2 separate regions of the Sus scrofa genome follow, and region 2 is linked to region 1. Evidence: chromatin contacts called from public promoter capture Hi-C data. All regions are on one chromosome and are shown on one strand. Each heading gives the region's core, a stretch centred on a gene start, on an enhancer-like site or on the middle of the called end of the contact. The rest is flanking DNA. Distances are from core to core; before and after follow the strand shown. Region 1 holds the start of TARS2 (threonine--tRNA ligase, mitochondrial). Region 2 holds the start of ENSA (alpha-endosulfine).

Region 1 (7,600 bases), core at 2,260-4,759:
TTTTGGACTTCAGCAGTCAAACTTGACACATCCCTGCCCTGGCTCTTGTGTTTCAGAGACTTTATATATTTTTCCTTTGGTCTGGACCTGACAAACCAGGGTCATTTAAAAGGTAGGGTTGGAGGAAGCTGTTTCCTTGTCTCTCTTCTACAGACTCAACAGATGTCTCGGAAAAGGGACATCTTCTAGGTAACCCAAAGGCTTTGTTATCGAAGTTCAGTTTATCCCCATGCCCCTGGTAGGACGTTTTCCCCTCTTGATTTATTCTGAAGATTTGGCTGAACTTTCCCTTTGTGGCATCCTAAAGCGAAGTTAAAATTTGGCCCCATCCTAGATCTTCATTACTAAGGGCAAGAAAAAAATGTTTAACCTAACCTCCCCATAGCACTTAACTATAGCTTTAGCTACTTGGCTAGTTCTTTGCACCTCGAAAGCTTTTGGTGGCAATAATAAAAATCTTTTTATATATTTTACCTTCTTACATTTCTCTTTTTTTACCTCCACTATCTTTTCTACCTCTTTGGTACTTGGAAATTTTTCTTCTAAGAATTGAGATTTGGAGTTATGTGTTGATCCTGATGACAAGTGGGAAATGTAATTTACCTTCAGTGGAAAGAGTTCTTACATATAGGTAGAATACTTACATACGGATTAGAAAAACAATGCCTCCTCAGCCAAAGCATTAGCTAACAAGATGTCTATTTTAAAAGTGGAATAAAACTGAGAATTCCCCAAAATTGATTAAAGGTCTAGGATACCCTTTCCTGAGGATTCCCCTTTCCCTAGACTTCTGTGAAATCTGGCATTATTTCATAAACTCATCTTAGTGTGGTAGGGAATATTTGATGAGATGCCTCTTCTTGGCTTTTTATTGGATCTCTCTCCCCCTTATATTAAAGGCCTCTTAGGCCCCAAAGGCTCCAAGCAGTATGCCTTGGAGAGAAAAAGGGAGATGTGCTACCAAATAAGAGGCATCATCATTATCCTGGTCCCAGAGAGACAACATAGCATGGCATAAAACAGGCCTTGGATTCAGACGGACTGGGGCTTGACTTCTCTGAGGGTCATTTGCAATATTTTAAAGGGAGTTTTAAGAAGAGCTACTGCTTGTTGGAGTTCTAGGAGTTAAATGAGATAGTGAAGCACGAGTCTTGGCACACAGTAGTTGTTCAGTGATATTCTGGTGGAAGGTAAGAGTAGTTTTAGGAATAGATACTTCCCAGGAAGGCTAATGGGTTAAAATTCTGAGGCTGAGACATGCTATTCACAAATCAGAAGTTGTGAAGAACCAGTGATTAATTAATGAGTTGGCCTTAGCTAGCTTGCTCTTGCCTGCTTGCTTGCTGGCTTGCTTGCCACACAGAGAGGAATGGAATAACATTCCTTCTCTCCACTGCAAAATAGGTTACATAGGTGATGATGCAGTGGTTGATTGATTGGCATCCCCTGATCACCCAGGGGATTGCACACAGTAAGCAGTCACTACATGTTTAAGGGATGAGTGCAGGGAGCTCCCATAACAGTGTAATCTACTTATTCCACCATACCTCTACTATCCTTACAAAGTAGAATGATTAAAAGCATGTATGTCAGTATATGTATCCTTTGGAGTTTCAAGTCAATACAGTGATTGGTACATTTTTAATTTAATAACTTTATTGAGCATCTACCATTTTGTTGCCTGCAGTGTAACAGCTCCCCTGTCCCTTTTGGTGCAGAGCCATGGGAAAAGTTCTGCCTGTTGTCACATTTTCTGAATGCCATTTAAAAATTCTACCTACCTTCTCCCAAACACACACACACAGGTAAACTTCCTCCTCCACACTCTTGTCTATTTCTTTTTGTATTTCAGGGTGTCTAACATGCCAGAATATGGAGCCAAGATGCAGAGTGGTGCCTGTGACTAAGATCAACAGCTGCCTCCCGCAGAACAGAACCTCTGGAAACTTAGATTAAACATCTTTCTCTGAAAGCTCTTCCTCCACAATCCTTGATTCCATCACCATTGGAAACATGAGAACCAACCATCCCCACCCCCAGGTGAGGGGACTAATGGGAATTACCAAGAACCTCACAGCTGTCCCCAAGTGCATTTCCCTCAAACTTTACTACAAATCTGGTCATTTTTCTTTTCTTTTTCTTTCTTTCTTTCCTTCTCCTTTAATTTATGGCCACATTCATGGCATATGGAAGTTCCCAGGCTAGGGATTGAATCCCAGCCACAGCTGTGACTTATGCCACGTCAGTGGCAATGGCGGATCCTTAATCCACTGCTCTGGCAGGGGATGGAACCCGAGTCTTTGCAGCCACCTGAGGTGGCTACAGTTGGATTCCTACCTCGCTGTGCCACAGCAGGAACTCCTGTGTTTCATTTTTCACTGTGTAAAACAAATCAAATATATCTAGTCTTATGTTCTAGATATAGGGAGAGGGGAGAGAAGGGATAAAGGAAGTTGAGAGCTTGGATGGGAATGAGAGGCAAAGGTCCTGTGTAGAAAGCAGAGAGCTAAGATTCTAGGGTCAGGAACTTTTTTTCTTAAGTGGTGGGGGAATTATATTGGGGATAAAATTCTTACTAGAGAGAGTCTGGTGTGGTAGAAGAATAGAAGACTTGGATTGAGAATCCAGCGTCAGTGCTTACTGTTTGATCTTAAATCACTTACCTTCTCTGATCTTAAATTCCTCATGTGTACGGTCTAAGAGGTCTCAGAGGTCCTTCTTTAAGCACCGAGTATGAAGGGACTCCAAGGAGTGCCCTCTGCTTTTGTTTTGCTCCAGCCTTAAAGTCTTTGTTTTGCTCCAGCCTCAAAGCTGTTATATGTTGTATTCATTTTTTCTCATGGATTGTTGCTATTGTTGCCGATTACTGTGGACCATGCAGTATATTAGACGATTTACATAAAATTAACCTCAACAGTTAAGGGTTTTTTGTTTGTTTGTTTTGTTTGTTTTGGCTGCACACGGAGGCATGTGGAAGTTACCAGACCAGGGATCCAACCCGGGCCACTGCCGGATCCTTAACTCGTTAAGCCACATGAGAACTACCAGAATGATATTATTATTCTCATTTTACAGATGAGAAAATTGAAGTTTAAAAGGAATTAATTTACCCCAAATTACGCAGTGATCCAGGATTTATACCAGGTCTGTCTCATTCCAGATTTATGCTCTTACCTGTTTCCTTCACTTCACATCCCGGTGAAGCCTGTGTAAAAGAAAACTTAGAGTTAAAAGGAAATAACAACCCCTTCTGGTCCGTTTTTCTCCCACTCTCTAAGTTTCCCTGCTTCTGTCCTTAAAGCCGCAGCATATCTTACTGCTACTTTGGTCTGAAACTCTGCAGGTACTGGAATTCCCTGTGTGCATCAGCTTAGGTCTTCCGGTCACCCGGAACCACCCACACCGCTGCTTGTGCTGTGTGGGGTATACCGCTTCGGAGTTCCTGGAGGTGGGGCCAGACTGGAGTGACAGCTATAACAACCAATAGGCATGGGTATTGTTGGGCCAGCAGCCAATGAAGAATCCGACAAAAGAGAAGGAGCGATCATTTATTTGAGGCTGTGTGACGGGTCTGAAGGAACATGGGGCTGTATCGGAGGTGGCGGCGACTTCGGCTCCCAGGGTTACAAGCCTGCGGGCTGCACACGGTGCGTGAGGTACCCAAAAGTTCCGAAACACATCGGACCTAGCGCAGCTGAAGCCCAAAGTATAGGCTCTCAACCCCATCTGACACCCCCTACTCCCGCCCTACGTTCGGGACCCGGCTACCGTAGCCCTTAGGTACGCCATCTTTTTCCTAGGGTAGCCGTCTGGGGAATGTAGCACTCCCAGCCTAGGGCCTTATACCTCCCATTCTTTTTTTAAAGACTGGGATTTAAGATCATGGCCACTTAAATGTTCTCACTTCCCACTACCCCCAAGCTCAATAAGGAATTTTGGGACCTGTGTTACCTCCTAACATCTTTTCCTCCAGGCAGCTGTGCCCACTCCTCCACACTGGTTGGTAGAGCGGCTTGGCTTTTTTGAGGAGCTATGGACCGCCCAGGTAAAGAAGTTAGCAAGCATGGCGCAGAAGGAACACCGGGCTATTAAGGTATCGCTTCCTGGAGGCAGGAAAGTGGATGCTGTGGCATGGAACACAACCCCTTACCAACTAGCTCAGCAGATCAGGTACCAGGCCTTCTATACCTACCGGGTAAACCTACCTCTGTACTTTGTTTACTTGAGCAGGGAAAGAACTCTGCATGTTTATTCCATCCCCATCAAGATAGCCTTTCCTGCATATTCCTTTTTATCTGCATTAGTTTTATGGTCTCTGACCTTTCTCTATTATGCATTGAGGGGAAAAAAAAAGAAAAGATTCCAGTGTTCTGGTAATACATTTCCCCTTCGCAAGTTTAGAGTTGCTAAGGATTAGTTCCTGTCTTCCTCTGTAGCTTGTAACCTTGTCTTTTTTTATCCTCACCCCCACTGTTGAAGTTCAAAACTGGCAGATACTGCAGTAGCTGCTGTAGTGAATGGAGAACCTTATGATCTGGAACGGCCCTTGGAAAAAGATTCTGACCTCAGATTTCTGACATTCGATTCTGCAGAGGGGAAAGCAGTACGTTTCTTCCTTATTGGGATATAGGGGCTGCTAAGAGATGTTTAAGTGGGAATTTCTAGCATTTTTTTTTTTTTGCCTCAGTTTCTCCATTTTCAGTTGAGAGGGAGGCCTACCATGGACTGCTTATCTTTTTTGATTTTTTTTTTTTTTTTTTTTTTTTGTCTTTTTAGGGCTGCGCTGGAGGCATATGGTGGTTCCCAGGCTAGGGGTCAAATCGGAGCTGTAGCAGCCAGCCTACGCCACAGCCACAGCAACACTGGATCTGAGCTGCACCTGCGACCTACATCACAGCTCATGGCAAACCAGATCCTTAACCCGCTGAGCAAGGCCAAGGATTGAACCCGTGTCCTCATGGATACTAGTTGGGTTTGTTAACCACTGAGCCATGACGGGAACTCCATATTGCTTGTCTTGACTCCTGGCTAAGCTGGAAACCTAGGATGAAAGTTTTTAGTTAGCCTGGGTCTGTTAAGCAGTGATTATTTGTGTTAGTGAAAGGGAGAGGTGTTATGTTGAATACAGAATGATAATATGCCAATTTAGCCCAACTCTTGAGACAAGCATTGTAAGTTGTCATCTTGTAGCATATATTGAGTTCTTTTTTAAATTTTTGTTTTATACTGGAGCAGGGTTGATTTAAAGTGTTGTGTTTCAGGTATACAGTAGAGTGATTCAGTTATGCATGTACAAATATCAATTCTTTTTCAGATTCTTTTCCCATATAGGTTATTACAGAATATTGAGTTCCCTGTGCTATACAGTAGGTCCTTGTTATGCATATATTTAGTTTTAATGTGGCTTCCACAAATGAGCACACTACCTGGCCTCCTTTCCTTGTTCATGTCAGCTTGGAGGGCATGAAGACTGACACTAGCCTCCCACTATGCTCTGGAACCAGGAAGCACCGAGGAGTGGGGCTTACTCTCTTCTGTGCACTGCTTCTTCTGGCTGCCTTCTTTTCTGGTCAGGTTGTTTGTTGTTTACTTTTTATATTTACTGGTTACCCTCAAGGTCACGTTCCCCATATTGTGGTAGTTATTCATGCTGGTTTCACACCAGCTTCTCTGAGGAGAGGATCAGAGAGCTAGGGGCTAAAGGAGAAGGTTATGAAATTATGAACTTCTTACTTGTGAACCCAGGTATTCTGGCACTCCAGCACCCATGTCCTGGGGGCAGCAGCTGAACAATTCCTAGGTGCTGTCCTCTGCCAAGGTCCAAGTACGGAATGTGGCTTCTACCATGATTTCTTCCTGGGCAAGGAACGGTGAGTAGTGCAAGGAAGGAGAATGATTTCTTTTTTAGAGATTTCACCATATTTTATTTTCTGGGTTTTTTTTTTTTTTTTGAGATATAATTGACAAAATTATATATTTAAAGTGTTCACTGTAAACTAGCTATAATGAAAAGAATAAAAATCATTATATAAAAAGTTAAAAAAAAAAAAAAGCGTTCATGTGAGGATTTGATCTGTGTACACATTGTGAAAGGATTCCCACAATCGAGTTAATTATCACATGCTTTTTTTTTTTTTTTTTTTTTGGTCTTTTCCAGGGCCGCATCCACGCCATATGGAGGTTCCCAGGCTAGGGTTCTAATCGGACCTGTAGCCGCTAGCCACAGCCACAGCCACAGCAACACGGGATCTGAGCTGCATCTGCAACCTACAGCACAGCTCATGGCAACGCCGCAAGCTTAACCCACTGAGCAAGGCCAAGGATCGAACCCGCAACCTCACGGTTTAGTCAGATTTGTTAACCACTGAGCCACGATGGGAACTCCTATCACATGCTTTTCTGTGTGTGTGACAGTGCTGACAATCTACTCTTAGCCAGTTTCAGTTGTACAATACAAAATTTATCAACCATAGTCACCATGCTATACATTAGTTCCTCAGACCTTATTCATCTTATAGCTACAAGTTTGTACCATTCACTGAGGTCCTTTTCTGGGTGGTTTCTGAGGCCCTTTTTTGGGTGCTCAGGCATGTTTAATTTGGAGGAGAAAGAAAGTTGAGGGGAGGGTCCCTCCATGCCTCAACTCTGACCTTGGTACCACCTTCACCTTTAGTTCACGTCCTTCCTTTTCTAAATCTGCTTGGAACTACCTTCTCTAACCTTTGTGAAGTATTCAACTTTTACTTTGTCCTTCAATACTATTCTTCTAATTTTGTTTGTCCAGATTGCCTGCACTCAGCGTATAATTTCATAGAGGTTTCACTCTAGTTGTAAATTTGTACCTGACTTCTTGTTTATGTTTTCCCTAGTTTTTTGGTCTTTGCCAATAATTTTAGATGTTTCTGGAGGGCAAGATTTCACCCAGGTGATGCTCCTTCGAGGATAGAAGCCAACTAACTCTTACCTTTCTAGGACAGTCCGGGGCTCAGAGCTGCCTGTTTTGGAGCAGATTTGCCAGGAACTTGCAGCTGCTGCTCAACCTTTCCGGAGACTAGAGGCTTCCCGGGATCAGCTTCGCCAGCTCTTCAAGGTGGGAAGGAGATACACAGGTTTAGGAGGATCATCTAGAAGCGTGAGAAGGAGCGGCTCTCTCCCAGGACATCTTTATGGACATAAAGACCTGTCTTCACTCTTCCTTTCTCCTAGGATAACCCTTTTAAGCTTCGCCTGATTGACGAGAAAATAACAGGTCCAAAGGCAACAGTTTATGGGTGAGAGTTGTCAGGATTGAGGGAAACAGGGAGAGGTGGGAATGCACTAAAGAAGGCCAGAAGTGGGATAAGGGAAAAAGGATAGAAGATAATCTGTTCCTCCCAAAAAAGAAATGGGAATTGATTCTTATCTCCCAGTGCTCTCTCTTGGAATAATTCTTCACTTCCTCTTTCTGTCCGCTAAACCCCCTGAGAAATAGAAAACTAGAAGCTCGAGAATTTGGAAATCATTAACTAGACCCTTCTTTTTCCTAGATGCGGAATGTTGGTTGATCTTTGCAGGGGCCCCCACCTGCGGCATACCGGACAGATTGGAGGCCTTAAGCTGC
Region 2 (6,869 bases), core at 2,699-5,198, 110 kb after region 1:
CAGGTTAGGCTTGGGATGTTAAACCTGTTGTATTATTCCCAAGGCTGAGCCTAACCAATTTTGGGATATTCTCTTCCAAAACGAGAACTCTCATCTCCCCAGCTTTTCATACAAAAGAAAAAGAGTCTGCAGCATTATCCAAGCCTAGTGTCCTATTTCTGAACTCCTACCTGGGCAATAGAGAGGGTGTGGAAATCCCAATTTAACCAAAGAAGTGAACTCAGAGCCCCTCTTCAGCCCACATTACCTTCTCAGCAGCCCCCAGAAGACTCCCAGTCATTTCTGGCTAGCCAGCTGAGAAGACAGAACTAGGTGCCCATTCCATCCCTGCCTATGACATATAGAAGTCCAGTGGGTGAGGAAGGGGAGGAGAAGGGGGCCCAGGTTACCCCGCAAGCTTGCTGGTGACGAGCGAGGACTTTCTCTGGGGCAGATCCTGTGGGGTGGGGATGTGGTCACCAGTCACCAGGTTCTTGTCTGGTCCTGCACTTGGCAGCTGCTTATTCTTCATCTTGGCTTTGGCCATGTTGTAGTCTCCTGAGTCAAAGTACTTTTGCTAAGAGACAAGAGGGAGGTTTAGGTGAGTGAGGCACGCTGGTCTTCCTCAAAAGCAAGGAGACTCGTATCCATTATAAACCTTCATCTACACTCAGATCTTTCAAATCTTTTTTTTTTTTTGATTTTTTGGCTGCACCTGTGGCATGTGGAAGTCCCCTGGGTCAGAGATCAAACCTGCAGTAACGAGAGCCACAGCGGTGACAACGCCAGATCCTTAACCCACTGAGTCATGAGGGGACTCCTTTCAAGTCTTTATTTACCTCATACATACATAGCTTAGCATTAATTACAAACACCTGTCTTCTCCCCATCGTGTTCTTTCTCAGGTATATAAGCAATTTCCCAGCTAGAGTACATATTTTTGGAGTTAAGAGACAGCTCCTACATCCTTTGTAGCCCCACGAGTACAGGAAGGTTCAACCAAATTACTGACTATTCATAAAGGCTTACTGAGGACCTATTAGCCTCTAGTGGGCTTGGTGTTGTGGGAGCAGAAATGAGTAACATACATAGAAGGGTCGATCTGGGGCTATCAGCAGATCAGTCTCAAACTAAACCTCAAAATTAAAAATTATTCTCTCAGACTATGAATAGAAACTGGGCTTGTTCATGAGGATAATGTACTTTCCTCTGACTCCTACCACTCCCACACATGTTCCATGGCTGTGACAGCCTGCCCACGCCTGCCTTGCCGACAGCAAGGTAAGCAGCAAATCAGCATCACATTATCATCTGTGACTAAGACACAATAACTGGGATTCTCCACAGGGATCTGTTTCCCTCTCCATTTCATCCTCACGGAGAAACACCCTCCAGGTTAATGACTTACGATCCCTTAGTCAGCTTTAGGTACGTCTGGGGACTGAGAAACCTGATCAGGAGCTAGATGGCTATGAGGGTAAGATTCTCCCTTGGTGAGAAGGACCACACTGGACAGGAAAAATAAATCTCTTCAAATGTCTGAAGAAATCTGCTATTCATATCAAGTTGAGGAAATCTGCAGGACAGATGGTCTGATCTTTTTCTGAAATGGTGCATCCTAAAATTTAGCTCAAATCCTAAATGTGTAGTCCTAAAACTCCCACCATCTAAACAGGCAAATGTCTGGAAACTGTCAGCATTCCAGACTCTAACATCCTTTCCTCACTCCCCCAACCTTGTGCCCAAATGCCCCTACATTAAGCCCTAATTTCCTACAGGGGAGATCAGAAGATAGCTGATAACTTATCAGGTATTTACAGTATCTGCCTTGTTTTTCCAAGTTTCTAATTCTTCTCTACTACTTCCCCCAAACAAAACCTCCAAATCAGTATTCACTACAACGTCCATAGGTCTCATCCCTAAGGCTTTCTGTGGCTCCAAAGAGGGTAAGATATTATGCCCCATACCCCTTTCTGGAGCCTCTTCATGAGGAAGTCGGAGCCTCCAGGCTTTTGTCCTAGGCTTGGATATTTGGCCTTTAGCTTTGCCTCCTCGGCTCTCTCAGGGAGAATACCTTCTTTCTCCTGCGTGTCCTGGAGGAAACAAATGGGCCAATAAAATTAAACACTGAGAAGCAACTGCTTCTAATACTGATAACTTTTATACTCTTACCTTTTCCTGGAGATCTACCCACTTGTAAATATGCTATCTCCACTCTATTTTTAAATGAAGCTAACCTTTGTTCAAATCCCTAAAGCCCAAGATGACTGTATTGTGAGAAGAGAAAGATATGCTCCTTCTCACACTACACCCAAGGAACCACACCAGTGACCTGTGAGTACTGGGTTAAAGGTAATATATAAGCACGATACTTGAATCAAGGAGCGAGTCATAGCTCATTCAACATGAAGCTAGGAAAGACAGAGAGAAAGCTAGCAGGGCTTCTGGTGATACAAGATGAACAGGAAAGTTCCTTGGCTGTCCCTAACACGTAATACAGGTCAAATGGGATATCAAAGTGGATAACTCTCCTGAGATGTTCCCTTCTAAGCTGGTTATCTGAAAAGTCTCTCTTTGGAGGAGCATAACTCTGTGGCCTTCTCCAGAAATCTTCACCTTAGTAACAAGACAGCATTGCTTCAGCAATTCCATAAACATTGTCATAGGAAGGTGACAAGTAAACGGATTAAAATGACAGTTTTTAACTTCAGGAAAATCATGATACAGTAGGTCCACTAGCATTTACCCACCAGCTTTGCTAAAAAATCAACATCTTTCCTAGTGGGGCAAGTGATGGAAGTTTGGGTAACATGCCAAGAGCCCAATTAGCTTGCAGGGGCTCTTACTGCGTTGTTACTCTTCTTACTTTTCGTGGGCCCTGCTGCCCTTTTCTTTAGTGACTTTTCAAAAAAGATTTGAAGCCAATCTGTGGCTCTTTTTAAAATGGATTTACTTTCACTTCTCTTGGAAAACTGGCAGATACAACACCAGGTATATATCATGAATCCCCGAGTCCAATACTAAATGTTATGTCAAATACAAATCTCCAAAGAGGTTGACGTGTTTTCATCGCATAACTGCGGGTGAACTAAGTCCCCCTGAGTTGGAAGTCTGGGGAGAATATTGTGGCGTCTTTCTTTGTCATTACTGTCTCGGTGTCTTTTCTAGGATTAACCTCCGTGATTCTGTTCAGAGCCCTAGTCCTCTTCAATCTTATTCGGTCTTCTTTGAAGGTGGGCAACAGGCCATCCCCAGTGGTCAAAATAGGTCTCTCGAGAAAGTTGCTGTCTTAAACTAGCCATGATAATAATTCCGCTTCTCCCTTCTCCCAATGTGGTCCTTTTTAAACTTCTTTCCCTCGACCTGTATCTTCTGAGGATTTAGAATGCGGGCCCCTGCCTAGATGTTGGGTCATTTTACCCCTACTAACCAGTAACACACAGAATCCTGGGACCACCAGCCCCCTTTCATTCACCGAGTCTTTCCAAACACCCGCCCCGCGCCCAGGCTCGGCCAATTATAGTACAGCTCCAAAGGGCTGAGCCGAAGACCCATTGGCCAATCAGAAAGGTTACAACACTGAATGACAAGCCACCCAACTAACCAGCGCCAAAGCAGCAGGCCTTGTTGAGGCTCACCCTGCACGACGCAAGAAGCGGCCAACCCCTGCAGAGCCGGAGACCATGGCGACCAATCCGCACCGGTGGGAGATCGTCTCCCGCCCCATCACGGTCGCCCAGCTTGCCCGCCCGCACCCCCTCCATTTCACCTGCTTCTCCTCGCCGGTCTCCTCCGAAGGGTTCTCTTCTTGTTTCTGGGACATGGCGGGGCCGGGACTGTGGAGTGTAGGGGACCCGGGAAGTCAACTGGAGAAGGGAAGGGGGAGGGGACACGGGACAACCTGCGCGGCTTGTTCGGCTCCTGTCACTAGGGTTGCTCAGTCAAAATGGCGGCTCTTGCCTGTGACGTTATGACCGCCCCTTCATGTGCGAGCCAATGGGAGCAGGATAGATGGGGCAATGACGTAACGATCTACCAATAGTTGCTAGCTAAATGTGGGGTCTGTGGAAGCGACGGGCAAGCTGGAAGGCCAATCTGCCAAGGGAATGAACCACAGGGACCAATTGGAAACCCGTGGGGGCTGTTAGGGGGCGGTACGGCTAGGTTTTTTTTTTTTTTTTTTTTTTTTTTTTGCTGCTCTGGTGGGGTCAGGCTTCCTCCGCTCCACCGCCCCGCGCGCAGTAGGCTTTGCTGGGCTTCAAAATGCAGGGCGAGAGGATGTAAGCCTTTTATTGTCAGTTAAAGAGGATTAAACTTTGCTCAGTGTTAGCAGAAAATGATCAATCTCCAGAAATTAATTTAGAGGTCAGAGTGGACTTTAAAGTGGTACTCCACACTACTCCAGTGTGTCACTTGCCATGTGGAGAGACTGAGTCGCCTTGCAGAACACAGATGGCTTACATTCCGTGGTTTTACTTTTATGTACAGTTTTTTTTACTTGTTCAGGGTCGTCCCATGAAGAATAAGCTTCTTTTGAAACAACAAATGTCTAGGTACATGGTAAACATTTAGTAAATACAGTTAACACTTGCTAACCTATCCTGGGTCAGAGTTCAACCGTATTTTTTTAGCATCTGTAGATGGCACTGTATTGTTTTTACAGGGGATACATATGTAGTAAGGCAGTGTCTGCTCTAGAAAGCTTAGTTTAGTGGGCATGTGGGGAGGGTTAGGTTTTTCACAGAGTGCCAGGTGTACCCTAAATCCTTGAGGTTAAATAGACATATCTTCCTAGAGTGTTGGTCAAAAAGCATATTTAAGTATTAAAACAGTCTAATAATAACACTGAAAAATTCACATTAAAATTTAATTTTGGGGTTCCTGTTGTGGCTCAGTGGTAACAAACCTGACCAGGATCCATGAGGATGCGGGTTCGATCCCTAGCCTCACTCAGTGGGTTAAAGATCCGGGGTTGCTGTGATCTGTGGTGTAGGTCGCAGATATAGCTCAGACCCCACATTGCTGTGGCTGTGGCATAGGCTGGCAGCTAAAGCTCGGATCCAACCCCTAGCATAGGAAGTTCCGTGGGCAGTGGGTGTGGCCCTAAAAAAAAATTAATATTCCAGGCAGCCTATTGTGACAGCCCTGGGGCTTTCCGTTCATTTTTTCTGTATAATTAGATATACTTCTAATGGAAAAGTTTGAGAAGCATAGAAAACACAGCTTTTATCATATGAGGCAAAGTCTGGTCAGCATTAAAATAAAACTGTTAATAAAAGTGGTATAGGGGTTCAAAGGAAGGTTCAGAGTCCCTGCCAAAACAGAAACAAAAACAAAAAACTTTGTGATGGAGGTGAGTATTTGAACAGCTTTAAAGAATTTAGAAGTTTGCCAGGTAAAGGTGAAGGAAGAAAGGGTATTCTAGGTGATGGGGTCAGCATGAAGGCCAAAAAAATAGAATTGAGTCCAGAACCTGGAGGGCTTTGAATGCCAGGATAAAGAAGTGGCGGCATTCCCGTTGTGGCTCAGCGGTAACCAACATGACTAGTATCCACGCGGACGAGGGTCTAGTCCCTGGCCTCACTCAGAGGGTTAAGGTTCCTGTGTTGCCATGAGCTTTGGTATAGGTCACAGATGCAGCATGGATCCTGAGTTGCTGTGGCTGTGGTGTAGGCTGGCAGCTATAGCTCTGATTCAACCCCTAGCCTGGGGAATTTCCATATGCTGCAGGTATGGCCCTAAAAATAAAAAATGAAAAACAAAACAAAAAATAAGTGAATAATTTAATAAAACAGGAGAGAGATTTCAGGGTTTTAGACCAGAGATCGCAGATCAGAACAGTTCATTAGGAAGATTAACCTAGTGGTAATGAATAAAAATCATTTAGAATTCTAGGTAGAGAGATACTAGACAGTCCAGCCAGGAGTCCATTGTGATACTCTTAAGTGGGAGATAGGATTTAAACTAGAAACATGGTAGTTTAGAATAGAAAACAATAAACCTAATTGAGAGAGTCTACGGCAATGGAATCTACTAGGTTAGCAGATGATTGAACATAGGGGCTGAGGAGGCCATGTGCCTTAAGGTGTAGAAACAATGAACTTAAAAATAGAAGTCAAGTTGGAAATGGAATTGGAAGCAGACGAAAATGAGGTGTTCAATTTTGAAAACATTGACTTTTTAAAAGCCAGTGAGCCATTTGGTGGCGATATCCAGGCACTGAAGATTTAGGATAAATGACCTCTGAGATTTCTACAACCGAAATTTTAGACTTCTAGGAAATACAGATCTGGAGTTTGGGATAAAAGTAGAAGCCAAATGTGGGAGTTCCCGTTTTGGTTCAGGGATTAAAAACCTGGCTATTATCCATGAGGATGTGGGTTTTATCAGTGGGTTAAGGATCCAGCATTGCTGCAAGCCGCAGTGTAGGTCGAGGATGTGGCTCAGATCTGGCATTGCTGTGGCTGTGGCGTAAGCTGCCAGCTGCAACTTCTATTCAACTCCTAGCCTGGGAACTTCCATATGTGTGCAGGTGTGGCCCTAAAAAGGAAAAAAAAAAAAAAAAAAAAAGAAGCCAAATGTGAATAAAATTTAGGCTTCTTCACATAAATGTAAATATGGTGATAGCGATATAACAATAAAGCACAGAAAGGAATAAGGATAACCAGTTGAAGAAGAGCAGCAGAGGACTTTCTTTTTTGGAGAGTAGGCAAGGCTCAAGCATGAAAAGGGGAAGGGACAAGTTGAGAGAGAAAAATTAAAAATGTAATTATCTACTTTAAAGAGGAGATAAAGAATGTAAGTTTTAGGGAGTTCCCGTCCTGGCTCAGTGGTTAACAAATCTGACTAGGAACCATCAGGTTGCAGGTTCGATCCCTGGCCTTGCTCAG

What was found. Promoter capture Hi-C pulls out the DNA fragments that hold promoters and counts their contacts.
Region 2: a contact with region 1 is called in a promoter capture Hi-C map of skeletal muscle, with 4 times the contacts expected there. The contact joins the promoter of ENSA here to the promoter of TARS2 in region 1. A contact is called at or near these places in 4 of 5 promoter capture datasets (fetal liver, fetal skeletal muscle, liver and 1 more), 13 of 47 Hi-C or Micro-C datasets (adipose tissue, blood, embryonic fibroblasts and 6 more) and 2 of 2 datasets of contacts at active chromatin or transcription factors (alveolar macrophages and skeletal muscle).

The regions. Positions count from the first base shown.
Region 1 is chr4:98,631,227-98,638,826 of Sscrofa11.1, reverse strand. It overlaps TARS2 (threonine--tRNA ligase, mitochondrial), which reads left to right and starts at 3,509. Exons shown (of 18, transcript XM_003355197.4): 1 at 3,509-3,647; 2 at 3,974-4,170; 3 at 4,480-4,603; 4 at 5,746-5,870; 5 at 6,973-7,090; 6 at 7,207-7,271; 7 at 7,527-7,600. The coding sequence starts at 3,582. ECM1 (extracellular matrix protein 1) reads left to right here and starts at 5,746. Exons shown (of 23, transcript XM_021089909.1): 1 at 5,746-5,870; 2 at 6,973-7,090; 3 at 7,207-7,271; 4 at 7,527-7,600.
Region 2 is chr4:98,524,981-98,531,849 of Sscrofa11.1, reverse strand. It overlaps ENSA (alpha-endosulfine), which reads right to left and starts at 3,948. Exons shown (of 4, transcript XM_021089895.1): 1 at 3,749-3,948; 2 at 1,947-2,072; 3 at 390-556. The coding sequence starts at 3,802.